2 separate regions of the Hordeum vulgare genome follow, and region 1 is linked to region 2. Evidence: chromatin contacts called from public Hi-C data. All regions are on one chromosome and are shown on one strand. Each heading gives the region's core, a stretch centred on a gene start, on an enhancer-like site or on the middle of the called end of the contact. The rest is flanking DNA. Distances are from core to core; before and after follow the strand shown.

What was found. Hi-C and Micro-C count contacts between places; a contact is called where the count stands out from the background.
Region 1: a contact with region 2 is called in a Hi-C map of seedling, with 4 times the contacts expected there. The contact joins the promoter of LOC123409854 here to the promoter of LOC123408703 in region 2. A contact is called at or near these places in 3 of 6 Hi-C or Micro-C datasets (leaf and seedling).

Annotation. Positions count from the first base shown.
Region 1 is chr7H:165,476,896-165,483,038 of MorexV3_pseudomolecules_assembly, reverse strand. It overlaps LOC123409854, which reads right to left and starts at 2,138. Exons shown (of 2, transcript XM_045102724.1): 1 at 1,831-2,138; 2 at 1-1,272. The coding sequence starts at 1,168.
Region 2 is chr7H:164,748,668-164,755,426 of MorexV3_pseudomolecules_assembly, reverse strand. It overlaps LOC123408703 (probable protein phosphatase 2C 66), which reads left to right and starts at 4,187. Exons shown (of 5, transcript XM_045101757.1): 1 at 4,187-4,623; 2 at 6,433-6,759. The coding sequence starts at 4,345.

The sequences.
Region 1 (6,143 bases), core at 889-3,388, 730 kb before region 2:
AATGGTTGCCTGTTTTGAGATCCTCTAAAACAGCATGCTGGACTCCAAATGGACCTTTGACCAAGATAGGGTAAGTTTCTAGTGCACCCTCTGACTGCCAGGCTTTTGAGCTTGAACTGCCTAAACAACTTCTCCTTGTGTTTATGTATAAAGGATAAGATGAATTCACAGCAAAATTATGTACATGCTGTGAAAAAGGATAAGGAGAAAAGGTGGAGACCTGCACTCCCAGCTGCGTGAGTGGGATCAGTCCTGGTGTATGATGTATTCCTGCATTGCCATCAGCAATGGAATCACTGTCGGCATTTGTTTTAAGCACAACTTTTGGTGTTTTGCTACATTTTTTACCAGACTTATCTTGAAGGTGAAAAATGTGACTATTTGATGAGCTAATTTCCACTGGTTTTCCTCCATGGACTATCTCCTTGTATTCGGCTGACCAATTGGTACTTGATGTCCCTTCCATAAGTTTAGCTCGCTTCAATGGTGCAAAACTGGCAGCTTGAGCCTCACCAATATTTGATAGTCTCAAAGGAGAACTGTTTGGATCTGCAATTGTGAGAAGCTTCTCTTGCATCCAGTTGTGCCAAATGTGAATCTTCTCCTTGAGACTAGTATCCGCAACACTTCTTCTCCACAGCTTGTCCATGCATGCAAACTTCCAAACAATGCCATCATGATACAACTTCAGAAAATGATAATACCTTCGTCTCTGAAAGTTCATCAGTAATTCTCTTGCCCGAGAAACTTCTGGAGAATAAAATCCACCGTTCAATCTGTCAAAAAAACCTCTAAGTGGACTCCCAAAGAACATAGCACTGCCACTGAAGAGCTCAGTCATTGTTGTAAACAAGTCATGTTGGTCCATGTCCGGGAGGTACGCTGCTAGACGGAATCTATCGTCTTCCGTTAGACATGAGTTCCACGTCTCCAGAGACAGTAAGTCCTTTAACTCAGGCAGATCATAAAGCCCATAAGGCACATTGCACAGCTTGCCTCCATATATTGCAAGCTCACAATCGACCTCCGCATGTTCGCACTCATCAGTAGATTCACGACTAGGAAAGCTCTCAAGGAGTAATCTCTCCTCTTGCGTAAGGTCCTCATTTTCACGGCTGTAACCACTCTTCGCTATAGGCACACCACTTGCAACCTTCACAATGCCCATTGATGAAGAAGAGGCCCAATATGTCAATCAGTATCAGAGACAATCACAGAAGAGAGTCCACGGTGATTTCAGCACAATACCACACTATCCAGTAGAAGACCCCTCTGAAAAAAAAGGAGCAAACAAGCACATATCAGCAAGATAGCACCCAAGATTAACCAATAGTTCAACTTGGAAAACACTGTTCATGAGTTGGCATACAGAAAATGATGCATGCTGAACTAAAACCACTGAAATATAAAAGCCTGCATTACTGTATTGTATATGCCAGAAGTATGAACAACACAACATATTGGATAAATCATTCCTTCTAGCCCTTCTCTTGCAGACAGTAAAACGTATCACATCTTCTCTAACATTTTTGTTTCTGTTGGCCTAACTTATACAGTGACATCTTCTCTAACATTTTTGTTTCTGTTGGCCTAACTTATACAGTCACATAGACAGTAGACAAATCCCATCAGCGAAAAATCTAAAAAAAAAACGACCTAAAATTCGGACCTCCTAAAACCGGATCGCACATTACACGAACTGAAGCACAAACTGAAGCCCCGAGACACGCATGCACCGCATGCGATTCCGGGAAGCACAAGCGCCCCCACACGGCCACCACGAAGTCACACGCACAATTTAGCAATAATCGAAGCAAACAAGCCACCAACCTGCCCACCGTGCGATCCCCCCGCCGATCCTCCCCGCAAATCCGAGCGAGCTACGTGCCCACACCCAGCGAACCGGGCCCGGTCGGATCGGCCGCCCCACCGCGCGGAATCGCGGCAGGAGACGGCGAACTGGCCGGCGAAGCGGGGGATCGAGGGGGTGACGCTGCGCCGAGGGAGAGGAGGCGGCGGAGGAGAGGGGAGGGGAAAGGCGAGTGGAGGAGCCTCCAGGGCTGGGGGCGAGATGGACTGGTGTTGATGGCGCAGTCTGTGCCGCGGTACTGTTTCCGCCGCGCTGGTGCTTTGCCCCCATTTTGTGTCATGTGGAAATAGGAGCGACGTTTACTGCTGTCACCAGCAACAACTGCTTTCCTTCACTGTTTCCCTGGTTTTCCGCTTCTTTATTTTATGAAAAGGGGGCTGATAGGCGCGGACGCGCCGGCCCTAAATTTGGGCCGATCGTTGCGCAGCTGTGCGATCCAGCGAGTAAAATGCATTGGACCTGTTTTAATACTCTAACTTGGTTAGAGGTTAGATTTTACCTCTAGACTAACACTGAACTAACTCTAATCAAAAAGGTAATTGGATGAAAGGGTTAGATTGTTAATAAATGCATTTTTTCAATCATTTGGCTCATTCATCTAAAATTTTGTGTGGCGGAGGGAGAGAGAAAAGTAACTTTTTCTGGACCTCATCTAACTCTAACCCAAAAAAGCACCTCTTGGGTGGGTTAGATTTTTTGGATGGGTTAGATCCATCTAACCAACTCTAACCCACCTGTTTGGATTTTTGAGAGTTAGATGAGTTCAATCTAACCAACTCTAACTCTAACCCTAGCATCCAAACAGGGTCATTGCCCCCAAACTTGTTGGCTAGGTCCAAAACGGTCCTCAAACTCAGAAAATGTATCAGTACAATTCCAGTACTTGTTAATATGTGTCAATACGGTCCTCAAACTTGTTATGCCAGTCCTGACATATGGTCACACATACTATTCACGTATACTACTACTACGTACCGAGCGTGACACGTCAACATTTATTAAGGTCCCACCTGTTGGCGCGAGAAAGATTAAGAGAGTGCAAAGTGTGGAAGGAAATCATGATGGTTCTTGTTCAAATAAAGGTGCAGTCTTTATTATCTATGCTTTCAATCTAAGTCCTTCATCACCGGCGAGCGTCAACGGACCGGCGTCATCCTAAATATTCTTTGCCACCAGCGAGACAGTGAAACAACACATGCAGCAACCGACATCGGCGTTGTCTTCCGTATCTTCGGTTTGTAGCAAGTCCTCACCACGAATGCATGAAGTATATTAGTAGCACGTTCTAGTGCTCCACCGCTTATTGAAGAACGACGTTGAGGCGACGACCGCTTGATCGAAATCACATGTTATACGAACGAAAATGTAGTACCATGTACTCCTTTCGTTTTTAAATATAAGTCTTTTAAGAGATTTCATTGAAAATTAAAAAATAAAGTAAAATAAGTAAATCTATACTCTAAATTATGTCTATATACATCCGTATGTAGTTCATAATGAAATCTCTTAAAAGACTTATATTTAAGAATTGAGGGAATACTTCATAGTGTACTTTTCTGTTATACTCCATACTATTTTTTTAGATATACTCCATACTGCTTTTTATAGATACCGAAAAAGGCTTTTGTCTAGCTTTATAAATAAAGAAAATCGCCAGATCACAACATATGATACACGTTCAGCACACACACACGCACACACATAAATATCACAAAACACCACCAAAGGGTTTTGGTGAGGGCACAACTCAACAAGCCTCAAGAAACAAACACACCCACACCCAAACCCAATAACGGTGTCGTGAAAGCAACTCCAGAGGAATTGAGGAGTGCGCAAGTGAAGAAGATGTGATTGGAGTCCTCCACCACGTCGCACTGAGGAAAGATCCCATCTCCAGGGCCATTGCGTTTGAGCACCTCCACCCCAGAGGCGTACCCGGCCCCGGATCCATTGCCACAAGAAGATTCTGATTTTTAGTAGTAATCTAATGCCCCACACATCAGTGAGGGCTTCCGAGGCAATCGACGGGGCGATGGCCCGCTACACCCCAGCCCTGTAGCTGGCGACCACAACGCGAGCGCGGCAAAGGCTTGGGCTTGTCGTGCGGGGTGCTACCGCGTCAAGCTCGGGGGGCCGACCGCACCAGCTGAGAGGCACTCCCACCCTGGAAGCACCGTAAGAGCCAGCGGCGGCGACGGCAACGCGAGACGACCGGGGGAGCCGCCGAAGACCGGGGCTGTAATGCCTAAGATTCTGATTTTTAGTAGTAATCTAATGCCCCACACATCAGTGAGGGCTTCTGGGGCAATCGACGGGGCAATGGCCCGGTACACCCCAGCCCTGTAGCTGGCGACCACAATGCGAGCGCGACAAAGGCTTGGGCTTGGCGTCCGGGGCGCTACCGCGTCAAGCTCGGGCGGCCGACCGCACCAGCCGAGAGGCACTCCCACCCCTGGAAGCACCGTAAGAGCCAGCGGCGGCGACGGCAACGCGAGACAACCGGGGGAGCCGCCGAAGACCGGGGCTGTAATCCCCCGGACACACCCCCGGCGGTTGTTACTCCTGGCGAGATCTAGACTGGCCCCACATATCAATACTAGTCTTTTCTACGCACTTTGTCCTCACTCATGCGCACCTGAGATCAACTTCTCGGTCGGTCACCCATCGTAGAACTACTCCAAGCCAAGCACGCTTAACCTCGGAGTTCTGTTCGAATGGGCTCCCGAAAAAGAAGGAATTCCTTATTGATATGAGTAGTCTATCATCCGTAATAAGCCAGGCTATCACATACACCACCACTCAGAGGAACCAACGTCCTCGTCGGGACACAGTACTAGTCTTTTCTGCGCATTTTGTCCTCGCTCGTGCGCACCCGAGATCAACTTCCCGGTCGGTCACCCATCCTAAAACTACTCCAAGCCAAGCACGCTTAACCTGGGAGATCTGTTCGACTGGGCTCCCAGAAAAGAAGGAATTCCTTATTGATATGAGTAGTCTATCATCCGTAATAAGCCAGGCTATCACAGGGGCAGCGCCTCCAAGGTGTCCTCCCCCGCCTAGTCGTCCTCCTCCATCAGATCCGCCCACGAGAAGGGAAACGGTGAGGAGAGGGACGAGGGGGAGGGAGGGTGGCAGGAGCTGCGGACGGGGCATCGACAGGGATCCCGGTCAAGGCGTCGGAGAGGGACGGTGGCGGGGAAGGGCCCTGGTCGCCCGGAGCGTCGCGAGGAGCGAGAGGGGTTTCAAACTCCATCTCCTCGGCTGGATTTTCGATTTTTATAGATATACTCCATAGTTCGTGCAAAATAAGAAATACTCAATATTAATATGTAAGATATATTTTTCTTCAATACATTCCATATTACAGTTATATTTTTATTCAAGCTAGCAAACTACGAGCAGACTGTCGTGGCTTAATTGATGTGATGGTTCATTAGTAGTCGTGTACGTTACAACCAGCCGGAGATCCCTGATGCGGCACACCCGGTACGCTGCTGTATGTGCGGCCGTATGTCAGGACCGGTGCAACAAGTTAAGGACTATATAGACACCATATTAATAAGTATTGGGACCGTATTGATACACTTCTTAAGTTCGAGGGCTGTTATAGACCTAGCTAGCGAATTCAGGGGGCAAAGCTGCATTTTACTCTGATCTAGCAGCCAATAACAGTTTGATTCCTCCCTCACGTCATCTTCTTCTTTCACCATTTTTCAATTTCAGATCACACGTTTGACGTGGGATGTCTCTACCCTAGCCACCGCATGCGTGTGCCCCTGGTGAGGCGCGGGAGCACACACGTCCTTCTCCACGCCGCCACTCGGCACAGCACCAGCAGCTTATCGTCGGCACCCTCCCTCGTGCACCACCAGCCGCTCGTTGTCGCCTTTAGCTGGTTGAAGCTTTCCCAGTCAACGGTTGAAGCTTTCTATGCCGCTGGTTGCAGCTTAGATGCGGAGTGCCCGGCGACGAGCTTCTTCGTCTTTTTGGTTGAAGCTTTCCTGTAGCTGGTTGAAGCTTTCTATGTCATCGGTTGTAGCTTTTGTTGCGGGGATGCCTCGACAACCAACTTCTTCGTTCTTCTTTGAAACTTTTTACAACGCCGGTTGCAACTTCACCATAGCTAGTTGAAGCTTTGTCCATTCGACAGTAGCATATGTCACCTCGAGTTGAATCTTTTCTTTCGCCAGTTGTAGCTTTTTGTAAACAACGGTTGTAGCATCTCAGGTGTTGGTTGCAGCTTTCATGGGTACCTGCCCCAGCTTTCGTGTAT
Region 2 (6,759 bases), core at 2,938-5,437:
AAGCAGGTGGCTGAGAGCCACCATTAGAGCCTCTGGGATGAAGCCACCTTGCTCCATGACGGTGTCGTAGAGCTCAGGGTGGACATCGACCATCTTGCTCTTCTTAATGGCGATGGTCACCTCCTTCACTGTGTGAGTCATGCTGCTGAAGACGGCCAGCTCCTCCTCTATGAAGCCTGCGCGCTTCTTCTTCCTATCAACCACAGGAACGTGTTGACCATCCTTCTTAGGAGCATCAATGTTGATGGTGTCTGACTCCTGGGTGTTTGGATAGTCAGGCATCGACGACATTGGCGAGCCCAGCGGCTAACCAGAGCCCATGGCATGCTTGCCGGTTGCGAGCCCAAAGAAGAAGATCTGCTGCATCGGGTGGTAGTTCTGGATAGGTGTGTAGAGAAACTCTGCGTCCTTGGGGTGATCCTAAGAAAGAAACATGATAGCGTGGTGGATAGTTAGTATGGCAATGGATCATAGGAGATGATTAGTTAGAATGTCATGGTTTGTGAGTTAGCCGTGATGTGGCCTTGGTAGTGCTCTGCCTCCAACGTGATCGTGGAGGTCTCCTCATCCCATGAAGTACCGCTCAGGTCTCTCAGCTTGGAGGAGATGAACCACCTAGTTCTCCACTTCCTCAGGTGGTTGTAGACCTAGGTCGAGGTGACCTCTTGTCCACAAAACACGAAGACTTGCTTTGCCACAAAGTTCAAGTGCACCCCCCTTGAACCCCTTGTTAATCCTCACTCCCGTAGATATGATCTCACACATCTTGTTAAGCACAAAAGTGAAGAGAAACGACGGCCATTTCATGTTGCATCCCCTGCCATCCTTCTTCTCTTTTGCGGCTGCCTTTCGAGCAACAACATGAGATACAACATTGGGCTGAGCTAGCACAAATGGAGGAACCATAGGCGGCACCTCAAAAACCTCTGAATCAAGAGGCACCTGATCTATGTTAGCCTAGGAGTTCTCGACGTAGGACGCCAGGAATTGTCTCTTGGACGACACGATGGCTAGACTAAATTCTTGTGTGCTCATGTCCTACAAACGTAAGGGTCATCAACAGCACAACAGATTACACATCGGCAATATGTACTACCTATAAACATGGACAACACACTACAAATCGATGGTATGAACTAACAGTAAAACATACTACCAATCCATCCAAGCATATTACCAACCCATCCATGAACATTCAAGCATACTACCAATCTATCCATGAACATCCAAGCATACTACCAATCTATCCATGAACATCCAAACATACTACCAATCCATCCATGAACATCCAAGCAAGCAATCACGGAAACAACCTCTAGCATGCTTTAAATCCATCTCAACTAGCTACTGCCACATCACGGTCGAACATATCACAGGATCTAACCCCGCCACATCGTCAGATCTAGCTAGAACTAGTAGAGGGGATGGGGTCATTGAACTTACAAACGTCATCGGAGGAGCCATAGTGGACGTGCGGCACGAAGGAGAAGAAGAGAACTCGATCCGCCGTCGTAGCCAACCGCTCGCTAGAGTAGTCGCAACGCTTACCTCGTCGTCGAGGCGGATCCAGGCTGGAGTGAAAGCTCGAGAGGGATGGGGAGGGAATGATGGCGGGAGTTTTAGCGCGCCGGCCACCCTCGCTATATAGAGCTACCGCGAATCGGCGAGCGGTGACGCGAATTCGTCTCGCCGCTTTTTTAGAGACGCGCCATCGCTCCCGTCATCTTACTGCCCACAGGTGCGCAGCGCGACGTTTCCCTCCCCTGCATCATTTCAGCCCGGCTCGTTGAAGACTGTCGATTCGCTGTTCCTAACGGACCTGACTGAAGGCTGTTTTAAGATTCATGCGGCCCAATATGCGAGCCACGCAACCAGATGGCTGATTTATTCCGGTGGATCTGGTTGAAGGTAATGCAGGTAACAAACGCGTCCAAAGCCAATGTGTTTTGCCTCCAAGCTCCAACTACCTTCTCCTCTCATCTCTTCTTCTAACCGCACATCCGCCGTTCGGTTACTAGTTAAGCTCTGTGAGGACGGGAGTATCTTCTTCTATCTTTCTTGGCCAACAATAACATACTATTCTCTGATTTCTGTACGGTTGATTGCTGCTACCACTATTATACTGCTCGAGCTGCGAAGAGTATAGTAGATGCTATATTAAAACTCATCACTAGTGGTGCATTGACAACTCAACCCACCAATCAATACTTAATTCCTCTACTTGACCGTCCAGGTCTGAAAGCTTATCTGAACGTTGGACGCGCCCCCAGGCTTCCTTCCACGCATCGCTTTTCTGACCAAGATTAGTAGTACCATCACTTTGCTGCTGCCCCCATTGACTTGGCTTCGGTTCAACCTCTCCATCAGGAGAGCAAATACAATTAAAAGATACAAATAGTTGTCTTCACATAAAATAGAGAAAGGAGCCGTCGGTATACCCATGGATATACAGTACACAGCAGTGTCGCTGTCAACCCAACTGTGGTTGCCAATTTGCCATAGCATCACTGTGCATGTAAGCAAAAGCTCAGCGACAGAGACACTCAGGCCGACCCAATTCCCCGCTAACGATGACAGAGAGCAGCCTAATCTCCTCTTCCAGTGCAGACAAAAAGGCTCATGCCAAAAGACAAGTCCCTATGTGCATAGTTGTGGGGAAGATCACAATCTAGAAACCCAAGAAAAGACATGCCAAAACCAAAAGGTCGGCCTCTCCTTGATGAAAAATGAAAAGCGCCTCTCTTTTCCTTTGGAAGGGACTGACCGAAAAAGAAGTCTGAAACGACGACCAGATTTCACTGATGCTTGCTATCTCCGGTAGTCAGCGGCTCAATGTAACCACTCAAAAAGAAAATCAATGAATTGACCAGGAGATGGAAATCTGTACCGCTTCTTCTTCTTCTGATCCGGCAAGAGCACACATCGCTGATCTGCGGAAGGGACACCCGGACACGTATATCATGTGGGGTGTTGGAAGCAAGCGCTGTCAAATGGATCTGCTTAATATAAACTGTTTGTTTATATGGCACATCGATTTTTAAGATTCTTTTGGCCCTTGCAAATACAAAACATATGCGCTTTTTGTACCGTTGTGCCCATCAATGTGCTGGGAAGACAGACCCACATGCTTGCTTCTTGTTGTGCCCTTGGCCCTTGCTTCGATCCATAGTGTGTGCCAATACCGGCAACAGTACTTGGATTTGCTCTTCCTTACCATGGTGTCAATGCTATCAGTACTTGGATTTGCTCTTCACAGTTTTCTCTTCTTCATTTACCATCATGTACATCCAATTCCAACTTGGGGTTATCTTCCTTTTCGAAAAATATATCCAATTCCAACTTGAAAAAATGAAACTCCATGGGCACTAGCACCCATGGTTTTATTGATATAGAAGAAGCATCCCTCATGAGAAACCAGAAATTCGTCCCCGACGTGGATCGAACCCTGGTTGCTGGAGACGCCACTGCGCTCCCTTGCCACTAGGCTACAGCCTAGTTCTCATCCAATTCCAACTTGGAAACCTACATTTTCTACATCCTCAGTTTCTTAACAAGTTTTTGTTTTGGCGAGGTTATTCCTATAGCTTCACACGACTTCTATAATGTGGGTTGAGTTGACAATTCGATGAAGTCGAAGTAGTTTGTTCGGAGTTTAGGGATGGTGACGATGCCTTTCAGGGACAGAGTGATGAACAAGCCTCGGCGAGGCCCTCTTTGAAGTGGTGTTTGGGGGTATGTTATGTGTGCGCTCAACAATTATGATGGTTTTTCGTTCTTTTTTTATAATTAATTGAATAGTCCGGCTTTTGCTCGACTTTTTTCTAATTATTTTTTAATGGATGCAAAAATTATGTAATTTCCGAAAAATTATCACACAAAACCAGCCCAATAATTTTCATTGACATACATATCATTAAACAAAAAATATATATTCATTGACACAGAGACACATCACTATAGGTGCCTAGAAGAAATATTTAAGATAACTTGGAGATGATTTTATCTTGGGAGTAAAATTTTCCCCATCCTAGGATTCCTTCACCCAAAAGGTGCAACACCATGGCTCCTACATGCTAAACATAATCACTTGTACTACTCCCAACCTAACCCCACCCATAAAAAAACAACATTGTTAACCTTTTTTTTAGCCCTAATCTCCAAGCAGTAACAAGGCCACACAAACCAAATGATGCAAAAAGGGAAGCTCGAGCCTACAAGACGAGGAAACATCAGGCATCAAAACCCTACAACCACCAGAGCATTAGCGCCGCGCCGCGCCGCGCAGCAGTTACTGCCGCACCCGACCCTGTGCTCCGCCGTGTTGCCCCGCTCCCATTGGCCGCCATGGGCTCCTGCCTCTCCACCCAGCCCGGCGACGAGCCGGCGTGGCCGCTGCGGTGGCGCAAGAGGCCCCGGGGCGAGCATGAGGGCGCGGCCGCCGGCGGCGCCTTCTTCTCCGGCGGCGGAGGCGGCAAGAAGCTCCCCGGCGAGGGGGAGATGACCGAGGAGGAGCTCGCGCGGGTTGCCGGGAGGACGTGCGCCAACGGAGCGAGCGCCGCGGCGTGCCTCCACACGCAGCAGGGGCGGAAGGGCACCAACCAGGACGCCATGGTCGTTTGGGAGGTAAGCTGCCAGCGCCTAGCAACCGCCTTTCCCCCCCTTGCTTGGTGGTTTGTTCCGGTGGGTTCGGAGTCCCGATCGGCGGCGGCGGCGCTCGGTCCAGGGGCGTATTCTTGGTTCAAAGCGCCGCCTCTCTAAGTCAACTGCTCGCGTTTACTCTCCTTCGGAAGTCTTCCTTGAACGCTTCGTGCCAATCACTTGGTTTGCGCCTGGATTGCTGGTCGATTTGGATTTCAATGTTGTTTGAATCAAGGGGAGATGCGTCTTCATCCAGTGGAGTCTTTGGTTCGAAAATGAGAGGGATTTTGCTTCAGAATAGTTATCAGTTTGGATTTCCAGTGGGGTCGGAGTTGGGGCATTTCTTAATCTGGTTTCAAATGCTAGGACTCGGCTTTATAGATTGTTTGGGCATCAATAAGAGAAGTAGTTTGCTAAAAAAAAATCTATGTGCTCTTAACGGTTTCACCAAAGTGTTCTCCGGTAGATGGGACATGAACTAGCTGTGATATTGAATCACTGTTCTTGCCTTTGGCTTGATTCGAGACTTTGTGCATGGTGCAAGCAAGATCCTTGGCAGATGTTTGTACCTTTCTTTGTTTTGTTCTCTTCCTCGATGTAAAGAATGCTATGTTCTTGTTCCTTTCTTAACATGGATGTGATTGGGGGGGCCAAGTGACTGGCTGTGGCGATTGATAGCTGGCTTGCTCTATCTAGGGTCCATCCCCTTCAATTAGCCAGTTCAGCTTAAGTACTCCCCTTTCTTTAAGCAGTAGGCTGTGATAACAACTGGAGTTCAACACCCCTCAATTTTTTTATTAATTCCTCAGAAAAGATTATTGTTCCTAAAAAAAAATGGAGTTCAACTGAAGAGAAGTGCAATATGGATTGTTATTTTTCATTTCTTGAGAACTAGTAGTAGCTAAAATGCATGTAAGTATCTAAGAATCATTTGTAAGATGCATGAAGGGTCATACTTAAGATGACAGCAAAGAGAGTTTATGCCTGTAGATTCTCAGAATAGTGCTTTTGATTGCTAATATTCAAAGCAAAAAGGTACCACCTCCTTTATTGGAGCGGGGGGGTACTTCCTTGACAAATTTTTAGTGTTTCTGTTGGAATTGAATTGAATCAGCCTTTTCTTTTTGTAGAGAAATTGAATCCGCCTTTAGTTGTATCGACCGCTTTTTATTCCTTGTCCTTGACAGTCTTTTCTCATATCCATCCTTTCTTTGAGATGTACTTCTAAGTTATACTGACAGCTACATTTTTATCGTGTTTCCATATTTCACTGTGAGTAATAGAACTTTCTTAATGTAGTAATATCTCAGAAATTACAGATCTTCATTCCAGTGGTTACGAAACAAGCCTACTGAATTTATTTAGTCACATGGTATAATGCTCCATGAGTTAACCTCGACTAGCTACGGAGTTTTGCCCTGGTTTCTTAGGTACTATTTGAAGTATTATTATCTGATTCCGTTAGTGGGTAAATTTTCCTACATTTTGTCTCCTCGACATCCTTTATGCCAGTGAAGTCACTCGCTCGCTCTACCATATTCTTAATATTTCTTGGTGAAAATATGAGCATAAAAGACGAGTAAGATTTCATCAATACAGTTTAATGTGGCTCAGCCCCATCTCTTTGATACTTTTTGTGAAATAGTAAGGGCATGGCTGCATTTACTTGTAAGAAATAACAGTAGTCACTACTAGCTGATTAGATCACTTGATACCGAGGGAAAAGCAGACACTTATATTGCAGTAAATTGTATTACTTGACAGCTATGTGATATTCCCTTGCTTTCACTGCAGAATTTCAATTCAAGTGATAGTATCTTCTGTGGCGTGTTTGATGGCCATGGTCCATATGGTCATTTTGTCGCCAAAAAAGTTAGAGATTCTCTTCCTGTTAAGTTACTCGCACAATGGAAAACTAGTGCTAATGGGGGCACTAGTCCTCATCTAAACGGAAGCATTTCCGGAAGTTTGAACTCCGAAGAAACAACATCCGCTGTTGATGATGACTGGGGTGAGTCTGCTGATGTTGAAGGGAGTGATACACTTCCTGAGACATTCCTTCCACTTAAACAGTCTTATTTGAAGGCTTTCAAATTGATGGACAAGGAGCTCAAGATGCAT